Regions from separate parts of the Mus musculus genome. Here region 1 is linked to region 2. Evidence: chromatin contacts called from public HiChIP or PLAC-seq data. All regions are on one chromosome and are shown on one strand. The core of a region is the stretch at or near the end of the contact, and the rest is flanking DNA. Distances in the headings are between cores, read along the strand shown. Region 1 holds the start of H2bc4 (H2B clustered histone 4). Region 2 holds the start of Pom121l2 (POM121 membrane glycoprotein-like 2 (rat)).

The links. HiChIP or PLAC-seq counts read pairs in DNA pulled down with a chosen protein or histone mark.
Region 1: a contact with region 2 is called in an H3K27ac HiChIP or PLAC-seq map of regulatory T cells, with 19 times the contacts expected there. The contact joins the promoter of H2bc4 here to the promoter of Pom121l2 in region 2. A contact is called at or near these places in 6 of 39 promoter capture datasets (cranial neural crest, hippocampal neurons, liver and 2 more), 2 of 484 Hi-C or Micro-C datasets (muscle stem cells and uterus), 3 of 115 datasets of contacts at active chromatin or transcription factors (astrocytes, microglia and regulatory T cells) and 1 of 9 other capture datasets (adipose tissue).

Annotation. Positions count from the first base shown.
Region 1 is chr13:23,682,373-23,685,660 of GRCm38.p6, forward strand. H2bc4 (H2B clustered histone 4) reads left to right here and starts at 1,827. Exons shown (of 2, transcript NM_023422.3): 1 at 1,827-2,249. The coding sequence starts at 1,860. The coding sequence ends at 2,240. It overlaps H2ac6 (H2A clustered histone 6), which reads right to left and starts at 1,587. Exons shown (of 1, transcript NM_178189.5): 1 at 1,101-1,587. The coding sequence starts at 1,545. The coding sequence ends at 1,153.
Region 2 is chr13:21,979,781-21,982,748 of GRCm38.p6, forward strand. It overlaps Pom121l2 (POM121 membrane glycoprotein-like 2 (rat)), which reads left to right and starts at 1,401. Exons shown (of 1, transcript NM_001162928.1): 1 at 1,401-2,968. The coding sequence starts at 1,781.

The DNA of each region.
Region 1 (3,288 bases), core at 577-3,076, 1.7 Mb after region 2:
ACTCATGCCTGTACTCCTAACATTTGAGAAATGGTGGCAGAAACCTCAGGAGTCCAAGGCCAGTCTTAGTTATGTAGTAAGTACCCAGGCAGCTTGGGTCTCATGAGATCCGTTTCTCCCAAACCCAAACAACTCAGAAAACTCCTTTTTCATTTTCATTTTATTTTTTCTAAGCCCACAGCACCCAATATTCCTACGTGGCCTCCCATCGGAGTGTCAACTAGGCCTGACACTGCTTATCTTCTACAATCAGTCACATTTAGGTGGTATGATCATAGAACTTTTTTTTTTTTTTTCTCCTAGGGGGAGTCAATGTGATTTTTTCCTCAGCCCTTTATCTTCACAGTTTCTGGGCATCCGATCATTTTTCTTTTAGAATAACTGCTGGGGAAGGAGGAAGAAGCTGCCTGGGTTCTCCAGTATCAGTAAGACTGCAAGCACTAATTTCTGGTTAACACACACACACACACACCAATGGGCATGGTTGTGCATTGCCTTTATTCTCAGCCCTCCATAAACAGAGGCAGGCAAATATCTAAGTTCAAGGACAGCCAGGGCTATACAGAGAAACCCTGTCTCTAAAAGCAAGCCAGCCAGCCAGCCGGCCAGCCAAGCCAGCCAAGAACAGATTCGAAATCTGGGAACAACCAAGGAGCTTGCTTTAAAATGTAAAATTTTTGTAAAAATGGATAACGTTGGTAATTCATAAGAACTCCATGACTACCTGCATGTGAGTTAGAATGAGCTGCCATCATCAGAGAAACTCCTGCAGCAGATGAGGACAAACACAGACTCATGGTCGGACATAACGGAGTAGGTGGTAGGCTTATAGTACTAAAAACATACAACCTTCAGCTGGCTTACATTGACAAACATTAGTATTCGGCTTAGACCAGAAGTTCTGAGACCTTTGACTTTAAGCTGCCCAATCTATCAAATTCTAGGGGGTACTACCAATCTTAATAAAGTTTACTCTACAAAAATACTCCCAAGTAATTAAAACTGTTAACAATCAAGACCAGTCGTTACTATCTAGAGCCCACCAGATTAGGGTAGAAATTATCAATAGAGTATCCTGTTCAACTCTTCTTTTGAAAAAGTGGGGGCTCTGAAAAGAGCCTTTGGGTTTGAAGTTTCCGCAGATTCTGTTGCTTATTTCCCCTTGGCCTTGTGGTGGCTCTCGGTCTTCTTGGGCAGCAGCACGGCCTGGATGTTGGGCAGGACGCCGCCCTGCGCGATGGTCACGCGGCCCAGCAGCTTGTTGAGCTCCTCGTCGTTGCGGATGGCCAGCTGCAGGTGGCGCGGGATGATGCGCGTCTTCTTGTTGTCGCGGGCCGCGTTGCCCGCCAGCTCCAGGATCTCGGCCGTCAGGTACTCCAGCACGGCCGCCAGGTAGACCGGGGCGCCGGCGCCCACGCGCTCCGAGTAGTTACCCTTGCGGAGCAGCCGGTGCACGCGGCCCACGGGGAACTGCAGGCCGGCCCGGGAGGAGCGGGTCTTGGCCTTGGCGCGAGCCTTGCCGCCCTGCTTACCACGTCCAGACATAGTAATAGTGCTGTGTAAGTAACAGAACAGTAAAAACAAGTTACCAAGACTGTACAGACGCGGCAGCTTTTATAGTAGGTTCCTGGGTAGTAAACGCTACTACTTGATTGGTTACAAGTGAGCTCATTGATATAGCCAATAGAAAATCTGCTTCTGGAAACTTCATTTGCATAATCCCACCCATGAACCCACTACTTTTTCTTCTTCCAATTAGCTGAGACTGGTTCGAAATCCTTCATTAGCATAAACGCCCTATAAGTAGGAGAAGTCCGTTCCCAGCCCACACTGAGGTTCCTGTGTTTGGAAATCCGAAGATGCCTGAGCCTGCGAAGTCCGCTCCCGCCCCGAAGAAGGGCTCCAAGAAGGCCGTGACCAAGGCCCAGAAGAAGGACGGCAAGAAGCGCAAGCGCAGCCGCAAGGAGAGCTACTCGGTGTACGTGTACAAGGTGCTGAAGCAAGTGCACCCCGACACCGGCATCTCCTCCAAGGCCATGGGCATCATGAACTCGTTCGTGAACGACATCTTCGAGCGCATCGCGGGCGAGGCGTCCCGCCTGGCGCATTACAACAAGCGCTCGACCATCACGTCCCGGGAGATCCAGACGGCCGTGCGCCTGCTGCTGCCCGGGGAGCTGGCCAAGCACGCGGTGTCGGAGGGCACCAAGGCCGTCACCAAGTACACCAGCTCCAAGTGATCCTGCCAAGTAAGCCTCCGTAGCGAATTCCAAAGGCTCTTTTCAGAGCCACCCACTTTCTCAAAGAGAGAGCTGTGGTAGAACAGTGCGTTCAGTTTTACCCAGAAGCAGATGACAGGTGCTTATAAATCTTAAAGGCAGTGGGATACTTTTAGCTTAATTTCAGTCTTGGTTACATTTAGCTACAACCATTTTGTTGGGAGAAAAAAAAAAAGCCTTGCAAACGTCACTTCCGGTGAGGCGGACTTGAGTCCATCAGAACAAAGTTGTAGGACAGGAGTGACAGACTTTGAAGAGGATAATTGTTGCCATTAGGAAGTTTGTCTTTTATAAGTTGTAGGTTTTACTTTGGAAAGAAGTGGCTCCAAGACTGATGTTAAACATGAGGGGTCTGTAACAAAGGACAGGCTTTTCATTTGTAGATTTAATATCAGATTACCGAGCTATCTAGCATGAAATCTTAGACCAGTATCTTGGTAGAGTATTCTAAAATATGACCTGGAATTGTCAAACTTACGGCATTGAAGTTCTGGTAAAAGACGGAACTGAATTGTTCAAATGCAAATGCAAATGTATCACTTTACCGTACTTTGGCCATACTAAATTTTCATAGTCCAAGTGACGTGAAAGTTTAGAGAAATGAGAAGATCCGAAGCAAGCAGTGGGGAGAGGCTGAACTGGAAGGACTTAATGCAAGAAATCCCAAAACGAACGCCGTTGCTGTGTCTGTTGACTTAACAATTCAAAATATAAGGACTTCAGAGTCATTAGCGGAGTTTAGTCCTCTGCTTGTCCAAATGAAAGGCGAATATTTCCATCACCCTAGTTGCCCCCTGAACAAACTTGGCCATAAATACTGGCTCGCTTCTTCCGGCCCCACTTATCTAAGCCTTTGTCTTGCCTGTTCGAAGAAACAGTACACTTGCTCTCTTCCCCACAGAAGTTAACAGCATGCTATCATCTACATCATTTATTTCTAGAAGCTGTGCCTAGATATGGTTTAGGATTACATTATGAGCTAGCAGTGTGGGGAACCTTTTCAGCCTTC
Region 2 (2,968 bases), core at 151-2,650:
GGTCGATAAAAAATCCCAATAGTCAATTTTTACTACTTAAAAAATAACAACAATTGGGCAATGGTGCACACCTTTTATCCCAGCACTCAGAAGGCAGAGGTAGGTAGGTCTCTGTGAGTTCAAGGCCAGCCTGGTCAACATAGAGTGAGTTCTAGGACATCCAGGGCTACATAGAGAAACTCTGTCTCAAAAACAAAACAAAACAAAACAACCAAAAACCAAAACCAAAACCAAACCAAACCAACCAAACAAAAACAAAACAAAAGATAACAACAATAGCACACAAATCATTATACTGTTACCTTTCTGTCCTCTCCTTTATTCTTCCTTCTGCCCCAGTCTTAAGCAACCAGCAATCATTCCTGTGGATTTGCAAACTCTGTTTTGTTACATGTGTGGTGAACTCCCACAATTGAATGATTTTCTCAGCATACATTGTAAACGTATGTCCCATTCAGTCATCCTCACTCAAATTTTAGTTCACCTCCTTCCCCAGTTTCTCTATGCAACCACCTCCTGGGGACACTTAATAGCTGGATACAGCCCTATTTATTCCTACCCTCCTTACATGCTAGGGGCATCTCAGTGTGAACTTCTAGAACTGTTTCACATTTGTAGATAGATGCTCTATTGTTGAGACATAGAAGTTTCTACTTTCTATATTTCCTGAATGTCTTACAGTAGCTCTGTGTATGTGTGGGGTACTTTCGTGTGCTCATGGAGAGTCTCTCCACCTTACTTAAAATTTTAAAAATTACATTTCGTGTATACAGTGTGTATGTATACACAGTATGTATGTATATACAGTGTGTATGTATACACACACACACACACACACACACACACACACACACACACGCTATTGCTATATTGTGTATTTGGAGCTCAGCGGACAGCTTATGGGAGTTAGCTCACTCCTTCCACCAAGTGCATGCTCAGACTTGGCCATCTTGCTTGTCAATACTGTTTTGAGAAAGTGCTTGGTTAGCTACTTGTTTTGTTTTGGGTGAAATGTAAGATTCTAGCTCATGGCCAGGCAGAGTTCTTTGATACTTTGGTCCACTGGCCAGCATAGGGGTGTAGAGTGAAACTTTCTGTATCCCCCTAAGAAGTCAGTTTTACCTTCAACTTCTATCAACTTGTTTAACACACTAATTCTGCAAGTGAATAGAGGTTTGGTCGGGAAGAGGAGCTCCAAGTGTCTTCTAAATAGACCCTTTCCCGCCAGGGTGCAAGGTTACAAATCCTGACTTTATCCCCTGAAGGTATGATGCTGGGTTTGGCCATGAGGAGGCTCTGATAGAACTCACAGACATTACCTCAGCTGGCTGCTGCCTTTCCCATTGACAAGTCACAATGCCCTATAGCCTGCCTAAACAGTTCCATCTTCCTCTGGTCCTGTGCCCTCTCGAGCACACCCACTCGTTCCCTCGTACGTTCACTCGTACGATGAAGGGATTCAAATCACCCAGAGTCGCTTCCAGCTCAGAGTTTGGGGAACTGGGACGCGCACCAATGCGCATCCAGGTCCAAGGCCGGGTCCTGCCTGGATGCTAGACACCGAGCCCCCATGAGCTCTGCCAGTGTGGTGCTCAGACCGCAGATCCCAGAGCGGGCTGACGTGGTTGCCGTGGCCCGCGTGTCGCCAGCTCCCCAGTTCCCTCGCGCTTTTCTGGCGCTCGTGGCCCAACCGTCACTCGAGCAGCGGATGCTTGGATTCGGCCGCCTCCGCCGAGGTTGAAACGGGGCTAGAAGTCACCGCCCGTCCGCGCCTCTCAGCATGGGCAGCTACCTGGGCAAAGCGGGGTCCTCGCCGCGGTCCCCAGCACAGGGGCGCGCAGACTCAGGGGAGAAGCCTGCGAGCCGCCGACCCGCTAGGCCCCTCTACCAGGTCCACCGGGTGCAGCATGTCCACCGCGCCCAGCCCGCTCGGAGACACAGGCCGGCCCGGAGGCCGCCCAACTGGGATCCCGCCAACCCTACCGCTTTCGTCAGTGAGGCCTGGAGGCGCTTCCCCATGAAGAGGCCACAGAACCCCATCATGGGCTCTCTTCCTTCAGACTGGTGGGAAAGTTACCTGAAGCGTAATATTTGGTCCCTTCGTCACCCTCGGGCCACATGGAGTCCGGTGACAGTCAAGATCTCGCCTCCTGAGCGGAGACCACGGCCCTTGTTCCCGGTCTCAAGAGTGGTGAACTCCGCGGGACCTTCAGAGGAGCCACCAGGGCCCTGTGGAAAGGACCCGGTGCTGAGGGCCCTCCTCCAGTGCAGGAAGGGCAGAGCCAGGTGGGAAGAGCCACTGTTCCCGGACACCTCCGACAGCCAAAGGCATTCGGCCTCCGTATGGTCCGCCTTTAAGCCCCTGTTGAAAAGTGGGGCCACTGTTTCGTTTGTGGCCAGGCCTGGGTCTCTGAAAAGGAGACCCCATGTCCAGAGCTCAGATGATAAATGTAAGAGATCCGGTTGCTTCTCTGGGGCCCTTGTGGCCAGCATACATACCCAAGGCCCCCCCAGCACAAAAAGAAATGCTATTACCAGTTCTTACAGTTCTTCTAGAGAGCTCTCAGGATCTTGGAAGAGACATTTTCTCAGGACATTAGTCCAGACTCCAGAATGGCCATTGAAAAAAGCAGGAGAGAGTCCTAATTCTCACCTCTCAGTCACACCCAGCAGCTCTGGACAGCTAAATGGAGAGATTCCTCTACTGCAGTCTGGCCCTAGGGACCTGCTAACTATACCTTGCCAGCAAGGTCCTGTTGTCACTGAAGAGGACCCAACATTAGAGGGGCAAGCTGTGCCGAGCAACCAAACCACAGAAGCTACAACCGGGACAGCCGGAGACTCCATTCCAGAGATGAGGGCTGGAATTCAGCCTACCTTGTCTCTCAGTCGGTCGTCTTCTGAGAGAGTTCTTAGCACCCACGTGAACCCTCAGCTGGAAAGCTTGAAGAATATGCCTGCCCCACTC